Regions from separate parts of the Pan troglodytes genome. Here region 1 is linked to region 2. The links are chromatin contacts, called in public HiChIP or PLAC-seq maps. All regions are on one chromosome and are shown on one strand. The core of a region is the stretch at or near the end of the contact, and the rest is flanking DNA. Distances in the headings are between cores, read along the strand shown. Region 1 holds the start of ILF2 (interleukin enhancer binding factor 2). Region 2 holds the start of RAB13 (RAB13, member RAS oncogene family).

The links. HiChIP or PLAC-seq counts read pairs in DNA pulled down with a chosen protein or histone mark.
Region 1: a contact with region 2 is called in an H3K4me3 HiChIP or PLAC-seq map of stem cell-derived excitatory neurons, with 9 times the contacts expected there. The contact joins the promoter of ILF2 here to the promoter of RAB13 in region 2. A contact is called at or near these places in 1 of 7 Hi-C or Micro-C datasets (stem cell-derived neural progenitor cells) and 1 of 1 datasets of contacts at active chromatin or transcription factors (stem cell-derived excitatory neurons).

The regions. Positions count from the first base shown.
Region 1 is chr1:95,510,075-95,517,007 of NHGRI_mPanTro3-v2.0_pri, reverse strand. It overlaps ILF2 (interleukin enhancer binding factor 2), which reads right to left and starts at 3,933. Exons shown (of 14, transcript XM_001142785.7): 1 at 3,787-3,933; 2 at 3,036-3,095; 3 at 2,700-2,742; 4 at 1,378-1,482; 5 at 925-1,002; 6 at 482-584. The coding sequence starts at 3,791. It overlaps TRNAM-CAU (transfer RNA methionine (anticodon CAU)), which reads left to right and starts at 4,119; the gene lies at 4,119-4,190.
Region 2 is chr1:95,194,929-95,201,642 of NHGRI_mPanTro3-v2.0_pri, reverse strand. RAB13 (RAB13, member RAS oncogene family) reads right to left here and starts at 4,099. Exons shown (of 8, transcript XM_522433.8): 1 at 3,357-4,099; 2 at 1,963-2,023; 3 at 773-833; 4 at 472-549; 5 at 1-61. The coding sequence starts at 3,480.

The DNA of each region.
Region 1 (6,933 bases), core at 2,684-5,183, 320 kb before region 2:
ATCACGCCATTACACTCCAGCCAGGGCAACAGAGTGAGATCCGTCCCAAAAACAAAAACTAGAAACATTTGTCTTACAAACATCCTTTCTCACAAGAAATTTGAGCTTTCAAGATCCCTAAGGGCTGGGCACAGTGGCTCACGCCTGTAATCCCAGCACTTTGGGAGGCTGAGGTGGGCAGATTGCTTGAGCTCAGGAGTTTGAGACCAGCCCGAGCAACACGGTGAAACCCTGTATCTACAAAAAATACAAAAATTAGCTGGGTGTGGTGGCAAACATCTGTAGTCCCAGCTACTCGGGAGGCTAAGGCGGGAAGATCACTTGCTGTAGTGGAGGTCAAGGCTGCAGTGAGCTACAATGGTACCACTGCACTCCAGCCTGGCCAACGGAGGGAGAATTTGTCTCAAAACAAAAAAAGATACCTAAACCCCTAATCCAAGTGCTATGTTCTGTTCCCATGACCAGAAACAGGCACACTCACACGTTGGCAGAATCTTGAGTATCACCACCAGGTCAGCCACATTGTGTCCTGTAGTCATTGTCCCCTTTTTATAGGATCCCACCTGTCGAACTTCTTCAATTTGCTGTTGGAAAAAGGATTTCGGGGAAAAACAATTTAGAAGAAAAAAAGGTGCCTAGGTCCTCCCAGAACTGTTACAACACAGCTACCTGTTACCCAAATTAAGAAGTAGCAGAGGTGAAATCACCCCCAAAACCACCACATGAAAGCCTGATACATCACAGCTAGCATAACAATGATACAAGTCTTGTCCCCAAGATCAGTACTACAAAGAAATTCCACTGTACTTTCTCATTTTAGTCTTGGCTTTGGATAATAGACAACTGAAAATTAAGTCAAGAGCCAAGGCAATTTCCACACTACCAAAGGTGCCCTTTCCTAAAACTAAATCATCAAAAACTCACCACTTCAAATGTCCCTGGAGCCACAATCAGATTATCAATCACATTGTTTATTTTTGTCACCAGAGAAAGGATAGATGCCTGAAAAACAGTATGAAACAATACTTGAAGATGAAAAATTATAAGCAATTTCTCAGAATTTGAATATTTTCTCCTAATCCCTTCCATACAAGCTGACTCAATACTGACATAGGGCTTTAAAAACACTTCATTCTGGCCTTGAATATATGGGAAGAGAACAACTCTTTGTCCCCAGTAAAAATAAGAATGCATATCTAATTTGTTTATATATCCACCTGGCTATCTCCACCCACAATGAGAAATAAGGAGAACAATTAAACCCTTTGTGGATTTCAGGCTCTGTTAACACCATTCTTAACCTTACCAACAGTTACTCTTTACCAATACTTTTAACTGCTTTAGAGACATTTCTGGAAGACAGCCAAAAGAACATACCTGTTCAGCAGAATTGGGAGCCAGGTCCTGATTCCTCTTCAGCAAGGCCTCACTGAAGGAAGTTTCATCAGGTGCTGGCTTGACCCGGGGAAAGGCCATTTCACACTAAACCAGAAGTAAACAACTACATTCTATTTGCCGAAGATAATATACAGGAGAGATTGTTTTTTCTATTACTACGACAGAAAAAGGTTAAAAACAGAAAATTCTACACTTGTTTTTACTGCTTAATTTGTTCAATTAGCTGGGCGTGGTGGCTCACACCTGTAATCCCAGCTACTTGGGAGGCTGAGGTGAGAGAATCCCTTGAACACAGGAAGCGAGGTTGCAGTGAGCCGAGATCGCGCCATTGCAACTCCAGCCTGGGCAACAGAGTGAGACCCTGCCTCAAAAAAAAAAATTTATTCAAAGGCCAGGCACAGTGGGTCAGGCACACCTGTAATCCCAGCACCTTGGGAGGCTGAGGTGGGCAGATCACGAGGTCAGGAGTTCAAGATCAGCCTGGGCAACATGGTGAAACCCCGTCTCTACTAAACAGACATACAAAAATTAGCTGGGCATGGTGGCAGGTGCCTGTAATCCCAACTACTCAGGAGGCTGAGGCAGGAGAATCGTTTGAACCCTGGAGGCAGAGGTCCTGATTCCTCTGCCTCCCAGGTTCAGTGCAGTGAGCCAAGATTGCACCACTGCACTCCAGCCTGGGTGACAGAGTGAGACTGTCTCAAAAAAAAAAAAAGTTCAAACAAGGATAAAAGCTGGAATAGCCATAATTTAAGCTATCACTATCTTTATAGTAACAGATATACCATAAATACAATTACTTGTTCAGAACAAAGATTATAATCATGTTTAATGCCAACAGTAGCCAAGGAATTATTCTCTCCACCATGCTTACACTGTTTCTGTATGTAAAGCAACACACAGTTGACTCAAAACCCCAAATCTTTTCACAAATCACTTTCCCTCCCTATTTCAACCATCTTTTTTTTTTGTAGTGGTGCCATCTTGGTTCACTGCAACCTCCGCCTCCCGGGTTAAGCAATTCTCCTGCTTCAGCCTCCCAAGTAGCTGGGATTAGACACATGCCCAGCCAACTTTTTTATTTTTAGTAGAGACGGGGTTTCACCATATTGGCCAGGCTGGTCTCAAACTCCTGACCTTCAGGTAATCCGTCTGCCTCAGCCTCCCAAAGTGCTGAGATTACAGGCGTGAGGCACTGTGTCTGCCCTCTTCAACCACCATCTAACTTCATTAACTGGGAGATACTGGGCTCCATTTCAACAGTGACCAGAAAATGTGTATCATTAACCCAAGGTACTCACCAAATAGAAGTCAAATGGGATATGTGGTACAAAGGGCCTGAACCTAAAACATGAAAAACAGCCAAATTATTCCCTAGGTAGGAATCAAGCCGAGATGTAAATAACACGCCAACAATTTTGAAAACATGTCAGTCCTCAGAATGAGTGACAAAGTCTCCGGGGAGGGAAAGAATCATTCTTAGCATAGTGGGGCCAAATTCATTTAACAGGAGTGCAGGAAAAGACCATAGTTGGCTCTCGCAAAACCAAGTGACATTAGTCTACTCCAAAACTCCTATTTAGATGACAAGCAGAAACTAACAACCAAGTGCAGAGATGCTAAAAGCTGGTACTCACCCTCCTCCTGGGCCTCCTCTGGAACCAAAGCGCCCACCACGACCACGGCCTCTGTCACCCCTAGAAATGCAGATTTTATTTTGACCTCATTGAAGGAATACCCACCGGCCATATCATCTTAGGTTGGCTACTTTCATCCCTCGGAACCTCCCAACGGTAGGCAAGAGACCCCACTCACACTTACACTTCTCCCCATTCCAAATGGTGCCCAGTTACACCCCCATAACCTCCTCTAAGTTAATCACAACCCCCTCAAGTAATGATGGGGCTCAGACAGTGAGCCCTACCCTTAATAACCCATAATCCTGGGCCACACGAATCCTAATACTTCGGAGGCTAAAGATTGCTCATTTCTTCACTAATGTACACATTTATCGGGCGTGTCCTAATGTCAAGGCCTTCGCACTGAGGATGAATGCGGCTCGCTCCAGCATTCTCAGCCCGGATGACGGGGGCGGGGGAAAGGTGGGGAGCTCCTCCAGGGGCTTGAGGACACCCCCTCATCGCAACCCTTCAGAGACAGAGGTGTCGAACCCGCCTCCCCACTCCTGGGCCCGAACCCCATCCCGGGCCCAAGTTTCCCCGCCTCTACCAGGCTCCATCTCTCCCACTATCCTAGACCAGGAGTTCTCAGGTTTTTGGCCAGCCCCCGGATACATGGCCCTTTCTGATACTCCGACTTCTTTCGGCCCACGTTCACAAAGTTTTCCGTCGAATACCTGAAACCTTTCGACCGCTTCGACCCACTTACCTCATGGCGCCTTAAAACACGAACAATGGAGGCCGCACCAACCGCCCGTTCCTCTGAGTAGCAGACAACTGAAGAGGCGTCTTGCCGGCGTGTCCCAATAAAACCCGGCGCGATTGGCTCCCGCCTTACCCCATCGCTTATGCCTATTGGCTTACTTTGTCAAACCGGGCTTATGAACCAATAAAAAACGCCTACTGTGTCAGGAACTAGCCAATAAGAACTGGTTCTATAGTAATGACGAATTTTTGATCAGACATTAGGTGGCACTAAAGAAGTCAGGACAACGACTATGTAGTGTTCTATAACAATCATGAGAAATTTTAGTTCTAGATAGCAGAGTGGCGCAGCGGAAGCGTGCTGGGCCCATAACCCAGAGGTCGATGGATCGAAACCATCCTCTGCTATCGAAGTTTTTTCATTGCCCTGTATGGCATACGTAATCTACGTTTCTTTAGTAAAGGAAAATATCTTGCCAATTGTCCTACCTCAAAAATGCAACCAATACCAGCTATTTTTGCCACTAGCAGTTGAAGTTGATGGGGAAAAGGGAGTTTGAACACTGCACGTCTACAAACTCGAAGCAGGAGAAACAGGTTTTAGATAGGAGAGGAGTATATTGATTGAATTAGTGTGGAAAACATGGTTTTCCATGTCCATGGAAACAGGTGTTCCACCCGCCTCAGCTTCCGAAAGTGCTGGGATTACCGGCGTGAGCCACAGCGCCCAGCTTGGTTACATAAATTCTTTAGTGGTGATTTGTGAGATTTTGGTGCACTCATCACCCGAGCAGTATACACGGAACCCAACTTGTAAACTTTTATCCCTCACCTACCTCCCTTCCATAAGTACTTTTTCGATATTTAATTTACTACAGCAGAACGTAAACATCTTAAGTCTAAACGTATTCTGTCCACGTAACCACCAACCAGATTAAAATAAATATTATTAATTTTTAAAAAACAAGCAAACAAAAAGCGGACCGAGTGCGGTGGCTTGTGGCCACCCAGCACTGTGGGAGGCCGAGACGGGTGGATCACCCGAGGTCAGGAGTTCGAGATCAGCCTGGCCAACATGGTGAAACTCCGTCTCTACTAAAAATACAAAAATTAGCCGGCGTGCTGGCGGGCTCCTGTAATTCCAGTTACTCAGGAGGCTGAGGCAGGAGAATCTCTTAAATCCGGGAGGCGGAGGTTGCAGTGAGCTGAGATGGCGCCACTGCACCCCAGCCTGGGCGATAGAGGGAGACTCCGTTTAAAAACAAAAAAATCTTACTTTAGGTTTGTTGAGCTTCTTGAATCAATGGCTTCAGGTTTGTCGTCCATTTATTAAATTTATCAGCTATTATCTCTTCAAGTATTAGTTTTACCTATTATTTCCCTCCTTCCTGAACTCCAAATAAAGACGGGTTAGACTTTTCCCCCAGTAATCTCTTTGTCTCTTACCCTCTCTTCTATTATTTCATTTTATTTAGACACAGGGTCTCACTCTGTTGCCCAGGCTGGAGTGCAGTGGTGCACCATCATAGCTCACTGCAGCCTCAACCTCCTGGCCTCAAGAGACTCTCCCATTTCGGCCTCCCTAGTAGTTGGGACTACTCAAAGGCACAGGCAACACCACTCCGAGCTAATTTTATTTTATTTTTTTGAGATGGAGTCTCCCAGGCTGCAGTGCAGTGGCGCTATTTCAGCTCACTGCAACCTCCGCCTCCCCGGTTCAAGCGATTCTCCTGCCTCAGCCTCCCGAGTAGCTGGGACTACAGGCGCCCACCACCACGCCCGGCTAATTTTTTTTTTTTTTTTGTATTTTTAGTAGAGACGGGGTTTCGCGGTGTTAGTGAGGATGGTCTCCATCTCTTGATCTCGTGATCTGCCCGCCTCGGCCTCCCAAAGTGCTGGGATTACAGACGTGAGCCACCACGCCCGGCCCTGCCCAGCTAATTTTTGTATTTTTAGTAGACATGGGGTTTCACCATGTTGGCCAGACTGGTCTCAAACTCCTGACCTCAGGTGATCCTCCTGCCTCTGTCTCCAAAAGTGCTGGGATTACAGGTGTGAGCCACCTCCCTTGGCCCCGGGCTTACTTATTTATTTATTTTTGTAGAGATGGGGTACTTTATATGTTGTCAAGGCTAGTCTTTGTTTTTTGTTTGTTTTTTGTTTTTTGTTTTGAGACAGAGTTTCGCTCTTGTTGCCCAGGCTGGAGTGCAACGCGTGATCTCGGCTCACAAACTCTGCCTCCCAGGTCCAAGTGATTCTCCTGCCTCAGCCTCCCGAGTAGCTGGGATTACAGGCATGCACCATCATGCCTGGATAATTTTGTATTTTTAGTAGAGACAGGGTTTCTCCACGTTGGTCAGGCTAGTTTCGAACTCCCAACCTCAGGTGATCCACCCACCTCAGCCTCCCAAAGTGCTGGGATTACAGGCATGAGCCACTGCAAAGGCCTTTAACCCTCTCTTTTTATGCTTTTCATTCCTTTTTATCCATTCTTCATTTTAGGTAGTTTCTGCTGTCCTTTCTTCCAATTTATTACTTGCTCCTCAGTTTAGTCTAACATAGTATTAAATCTATCATTTGGTTCTTAATTTTGGTCTTTTAATATTTTGGGTCTGTATTATTATTATTTTTGAGACAGGGTCTCACTCCTGTTGCCCAGGCTGGAGTTCAGTGGCATAAACACAGCTCACTGAAGCCTCAACCTCTTGGGCTGAAGCGATCCTCCTGTGTCAACCTCCAGAGTAGCTCGGACTACAGGCATATGTCACCACACCCAACTAATTTTTTAATTTTTGGTAGAGATAAGGTCTCACTATGTTGCCTAAGCTGGTCTCCAACTCCTGGGCTCTAGTGATCCTCACCTCAGCCTCCCAAAGTTCTGGGATTACAGATGTGAGGCACCAAGCAGGACCTTAGATTTTCTATTTATTTTACTCCCAGGTTGCCCCTAGGAGTGCAGCCTTTTGAGATCCTAGCCCAAAACACGAAGGTGGTTTACCAAGGTTATCACCTTTGGGAACATTTGGACTCCTTTTTTTTTTTTTTTTTTTGAGAGTGAGTTTCCCCCTATTGCCCAGGCTGGAGTGCAGTGGCGCAATCTCGGCTCACTACAACCTCTGCCTCCTGGGTTCAAGTGATTCTCCTGCCTCAG
Region 2 (6,714 bases), core at 2,850-5,349:
TCTTGGCCTCCATGTCACATTTGTTCCCCAGCAAGAGGCGCTCCACCCCAGCCGAGGCATTCTGGGGGCAAAAGACAAGTAAAAGTTAGGTCCTGCCGGCCGGGAGCGGTGGCTCACGCCTGTAATCCCAGCACTTTGGGAGGCCAAGGCGGGTGGATCACCTGATGCAGGAGTTCAAGATCAGCCTGACCAACATGGAGAAACCCCGTCTCTACTAAAAATGCAAAATTAGCCGAGCATGGTGGTGCATGCCTGTAATCCCAGCTACTTGGGAGGCTGAGGCAGGAAAATCGTTTGAACCCGGGAGGCAGAGGTTGCAGTGAGCCGAGATCCTGCCATTGCACTCCAGCCTGGGCAACAAGAGCAAAACTTCATCTCAAAAAAAAAAAAGTTAGGTCTTGCCTATCCTGATGGACCCCTTCATTCTCCAGGTTCTAACCAGTTTCCCCATCTCTTTTGGAGGGTCCTCACCTCCTTGATGCTTTTCATCCAGTTCTGAATATTCTCGAAAGATTTCTCATCCGTGATGTCGTATACTAGGATAATGCCCTGGGAGATGACAAAATTCACCTTGGACCATGTTCCCATTGAGGCTTCCCACTGCCCTGTAAGTGACCCCGCATCCATGGGTCTAAACACTAGGCCATGTTGGGCCCTCTGCAACCCACACTGCACCCTCCCATTTTTACCTGCCCCAACCCCTGACCCTTTGTATTCATAATATATTCTGTAGCCTCATCCTTCATCCTTTGTTCAGACCCACACTTCATACCATGGCTCCACGGTAGTAGGCAGTAGTTATAGTCTTGAACCGCTCTTGGCCAGCCGTGTCCCTAAAGAAGGAGAAGGTTTCATTGGATGGAATAGAGGGAAGAATTCTCCAATGGAATAATTCTTCCTCTCTCACAAGAATTTAGCTTTTGTAACATGGTGGGGCAACAGAATAAGGAAACAGTAAAGGGGAACGGGATTAAAGACAGTTGAGCTGATTTCCAGAGATGGTAGTGGCCCAAGAAACAAGATGTCTTTGCTTATTCATTGAATGTTTGCTATGTGTCAAGCACTGTGTATGTATCATTTTATCTAATCCTTACTCTTTCCTTGTAAGACATGTATTATTGTCTCTATTTTAAAAATGAGGAAACACGCCAGGTGCCGTGGCTTGCGTCTATAATCCCAACACTTTGGGAGGCTGAGGCGGGTGGATCACCTGAGGTCAGGAGTTCGAGACCAGCCTGGCCAACATGGTGAAACCTCGTCTCTACTAAAAATACAAAAATTAGCCCGGCCTAGTGGCGGGCACCTGTAATCCCAGCTATTTGGGAGGCTGAGGTCGGAGAATCACTTGAACCCAGGAGGCGGAGGTTAAAGTGAGCCTAGATTGTGCCATTGCACTCCAGCCTGGGTGACAAGAGCAAAACTCTGTCTCAAAAAAAAAAAAGAGGAAACAGATTTGGATAGGCTGAATAATTAATGAAGGTCAGGCAGGAGATAACTAAAAGAACCAGATTTGCGCACCAGTCTGCTCTTATATGTCATAGCATAATGCCTCCACTAAGCTTCATACCACTTAAACACCTTCAGGGTCTATATTTGGCTCTCTGGGCTCACCATATTTTGGAGAAAACACTAGACTTAGAGTCAAGTCTTAATTCTGCCTTTGCCATTTAACTGCTCACAGCCTGTTTCCATGTTATGACTGAACAGTTGTTTGTTGTCAAATTAAGAGGATGCTCTGCAGCCAGAGGAGGCAAGAGTTACAAAAGAGTTGCAACTAGTTGGGAGAGCAGGAAGAGAGATGGAAGGACAGCTGAGTGCATCCGGAGAAATGCCAGAAGTGCTCCTTCTAGCACTTCTAGAAGGAGCAATGGGGAAAGGAAGAGAAATGAAACAAAATAGAAGGAAAAACGTGTAGGAGGTAAATGGGGAAGTCTGGCGAGGCATCCCAGAGGACTGACTTACCAGACTTGTAGTTTGATCTTCTTCCCCTCTATATCCACAGTGCGGATCTTGAAATCAATTCCTAGGGGTGGAAGGTATGCACTGAAGTTGAGACATGCATGCACACATGTAAAACTGTGTGATGGAAGGGACAGGAACGGAGCAGTGCTGGCACCAGAAATTCTGCAGGGGAGGCACTTGGGGAGCAATCTTGTTGGAAATGCCAAGCTAGGAGAATTTTCCCAAAGCTGTATTTGTATAGCAAGAATACTATTTTTACGTACATTTTATGGATTTTGGGAGGGAAAAGGTGACGAAAATTCTGCATGGAGGCTTAAAATCCTTAGGCTGCCTCTTGGGTCCATTCAGTTATACCAGCTGACAACTCTCTGAATTCAGTCTCTGTCTCCCCCCAGATATTACTTTCACATTCCTCTTCTCTGTTTTCTTAGAGCCCTCTACTCTTGGTATCCCACCTACCCTCCTAGTAGAGAGTAAGGAAAAAAGTAGCTGAAGCCAGTCTATGTGAATTAACTAGTGGGCCAAACTTGGCACTAGGAAAGTCTGAGGCTAAACAGGATTACTTTTGAGACAATTAGGAGAGAGGGGCATTTTTCCTTTTCCTTTGTAACCAGAATTGTCGTGAGACTCTTCCTGTCTATTTCCCAAGCCAGAGGAGATGAAGAAAGAAGAGAAGGGAGGAGGGGAGACAATGTTCTTCTTAGTAGAAACTTGGGCACCTCCCCCAAGCCTGCTGGGGGCCCCTGGGAGGAGGATGAGTCACCAGGCTGACTCAGAGACCCCAAAAGTCCCCTCATTTCCACGTTCCTCACCAAGCTGGCTGCATATTCATGATCACAGTCCTTGGGCCACCCTCCAGCACACCCAGCCACCTTGTTCCACCCTTCCCAAACCCTTGTTCAGCTGAGGTGCAGGGAGACTGGGGCAGGGAACCTGGGAAGTAGATGGTGAGGTGGGGACACAGTGGGAGAGTTTGAAGCTCAGCAAGACAGAAAGAGGCTAGCGGATCGGATCGGGAGAAAAAGATGCGGCGGACAGGGATACAGGAAACATGGAGAGTGGATCGAGAGAGTTCTAGGTGGTGGGGGTAGGGGAAGAGGGGAACAGAGAAAAATAGAGAAGAGTTCTTGTGGATTCGGGGAGACTAAGGCGATGGTACCAAGAAAATGAGGAGCTGGCAGCAGTTGAAGAGTTACCTGAAGGCCTCAGAGAGGTGAGAGGTTTGGTTACTATACAGAGACATGCATGGGGGAAGGGTCAGAGCTAGGGGTTGAGGGACTAGAATTTAGGAGCCTTACTCTAAGGGGACTGAAAAGTGGGGTCACTAGTAATCCGGGAGCCGGAGAAGGAGGTCACAGGAGAGTCGGGGTCTGGGACATGGCCAGCGGGCTCACCGATGGTGGAGATGTAAGTGTTGTTGAAGTTGTCCTCTGCAAAGCGAATGATCAGACAAGTCTTGCCCACCCCCGAGTCCCCGATCAGCAGCAACTTGAAGAGGTGGTCGTAGGCTTTGGCCATGGCGGACACCGGGGGAGCCGGGGGAGGGGTGGGGAGCGCCCGGCACTGGTAGGCGGGACTGGACGGTTGGCAAACAGAGCGGCACGGAGCCCAGGCCAGGAAGAAGTTTTCCTCCCTCTCCGCCCAGGCTCCGGGAAAGAGGAGAGGCGGCACCCCTCCGGGCTCCACCCCCTGCCCGCCCACCCTTTTGAGCAGGCCAAGGCTGCCAGCCCGGCCTCTGTTCTCTCGGTTTTCCCTTCCTAGCTTAGGCCGGCCTGTCTCTCTCGCTATTTTCCACAGCCTTTCGGTAATTGTAGCTCCCCTCTTAGGACCTTACTCTTCCATTCTGAGGCCAGAGAGGCTGGGGTGAAGGGAAGTAGAGGTTTAACCACGACGACCAGAAATTTTAGAAGAGAAATTTTAGAGGGATTGGGGAAGAGAACCAAGAGTTTTGGGAATAAGGGTGAAGGTAGGGAGAGCACTAGAAATTGAAAAAAAAAAATGGGGCTGAGTTTTGGAGATGCTATTCAACGAAGCTAGAAGATGAGTTATCATCGGTTTCTGGGGCTGAGTAAAAGGCAGTCCTAGAATTTTACTGTTAGTTGTCCAAGCCCTTAGTTCTATGGGTCCCAATTCACTTTGAAAAAAGCGGGATGCGCAGAAGTAGGTTATTTGTTGAGTCAGTCTGCCCCCTGGTGGAACAGGGTGAAAACGTAAATTAGTTATACAGAATCGGCCCCACCACCCCAACACACACAGCCTCCCTAGACACATCCTGGGGCTTCAGTTGGAACGATCTCTCTTATGGGGACCCATGTGTGATTTCTCTGACCAAATAGCTTAGGAAAACAGAGATTTGAACTAAAAATGTCATTCTTCACGTGGATCTTTTAATATGGCCCACTTAAGGTGCAGTACTCCTGAAATCTCACTCAATCGGCCATGAATGTGCAGCCTTGGTAACCAGGAAGCTGAAATATGAACAACACGGGTATAAAGAAACAAGTTTGCCGGGCGCGGTGGCTCACGCCTGTAATCCCAGCACTTTGGGAGGCCGAGGCGGGCGGATCACGAGGTCAGGAGATCGAGACCATCCTGGCTAACACGGTGAAACCCCATCTCTACTAAAAATACACACACACACACACAATTAGCCGGGCGTGGTGGCAGGCGACTGTAGTCCTAGCCACTTGGGAGGCTGAGGCAGGAGAATGGCGTGAACCCGGGAGGCAGAGCTTGCAGTGAGCCGAGATTGCGCCACTGCACTCCAGCTTGGGCGACAGAGCCAGACTCCGTCTCAAAAAAAAAAAAAAAAAAAAAGAAAGAAAGAAAGAGAGTAAAAGAGAAACAAGTTTATCTCTGCCTTTAGAAAAAAATTATTCTTGCTATATGTGTGCTGGGGGTGGAAAAAAATACGAAACACGAAAGAAAGAAAATATTATCTAAGACCTGTTGCGGTGGCTCACACTTGTAATCCCAGCACTTTGGGAGGCCAACGTGAGAGGATCCCTTAAGCCCAGGAGTTCAAGACCAGCTTGGGCAACATAGTGAGACTGCTTCGACAAAAAAAAAAAAAAAATTAGCCATACATGGTGGTGTGGCCTGTAGTCCCAGCCGCAGCTACTTGGGGGACAGAAGTGGGCAGATCACTTGAGCCCAAGAGTCCAAGGCTGTAGTGAGCCACGATTATGATGCCACTGCTCTCCAGCCTCGGTGATAGAGTAAGATCCTGTCTCAAAAAAATTTTTATTTATTTTTTAATTAATTAATTAATTAATTTTTTTGAGACAGAGTCTTGCTCTGTCGCCAGGCTGGAGTGCAGTGGCGCAATCTCGGCTCACTGCAACCTCCGCCTCCCGAATTCAAGCGATTCTTGTGCCTCAGCCTCTGGAGTACCTGTAATCCTCTGGGATTACAGGTGCCCGACACCACGCCCAGCTAATTTTTGTATTTTTAGTAGAGATGGGGTTTCACCATGTTGGCCAGATGGTCTCGATCTCTTGACCTTCTAATCCGCCCGCCTCGGCCTCCCAAAGTGCTGGGATTACAGTCGTGAGCCACCACGCCTGGCCCTATTTTTTTTTTTTTTTTTTTTTTTGAGACGGAGTCTTGCTCTGTCGACCTAGGCTGGGGTGCAGTGGCGCGATCTCGGTTCACTGCAAGCTCCGCCTCCTGGGTTCACGCCATTCTCCCGCCTCAGCCTCCTGAGTAGCTGGGACTACGGGCGCCCGCCACCACCCGGCTAATTTTTTGTATTTTAGGTAGAGACGGGGTTTCACCGTGTTAGCCAGGATGGTTTTGATCTCCTGACCTCGTGATCTGCCCGCCTTGGCCTCCCAAAGTGCTGGGTTTACAGGCGTAAGCCACCGCGCCCGGCCTATTTTTACTTTTATTTTTTTAATTTTTATTGTTTATTTTGAGGTGGAGTTTCGCTCTTGTTGCGTAGGCTGGAGTGCAATGGTGTGATCTGGGCTAACCGCAGCTTCCGCCTCCCTGGTTCAAGCGATTCTCCTGCCTCAGCCTCGCGAGTAGCTGAAATTACAGACACCCGCACTACCCCCTGCTAATTTTGTATTTTTAGTAGAGACGAGGTTTCTCCATGTTGGTCAGGCTGCTCTCGAACTCCCGACCTCAGGTGATCCACCCGCCTCTGCCTCCCAAAGGCCTGGGATTACAGGCGTGAGCCACTGCGCCCAACCTTTGTTTTTATTTTTATTTTATTTTTTGAGACAAAGTTTTGCTCGTCACCCAGGCAGAAGTGCAATGGCTCAATCTCTGGTCACTGCAACCTCCGCCTCTTGGGTTCAAGCGATTCTCCAGCCTCAGCTTCCCAAGTAGCTGGGATTACAGGCGCCTGCCACGACGCCCAGCTAATTTTTTTTTTTTTTTTTTTTTTTAGTCGAGACGGGGTTTCACCATGTTGGCCATGCTGGTCTCGAACTCCCGACGTCACGTGATCCGCCCGCCTCAGCCTCCCAAAGTGCTGGGATTACAGGCCTGAGCCACCGCGACCGGCAAAGAAAAAATTATTATTATTATTATTATTATTATTATTTGAGACGGAGTCTCGCTCTGTCGCCCAGGCTGCAGTGCAGCGGCGCGATCTCCGCTCACTGCAAGCTTCGCCTCCCGGGTTCACGCCATTCTCCTGCCTCAGCCTCCCGAGTAGCTGGGACTACAGGCGCCCGCCACCGCGCCCGGCTAATTTTTTGTATTTTTAGTAGAGGCGGGGTTTCACCGTGCTAGCCAGGATGG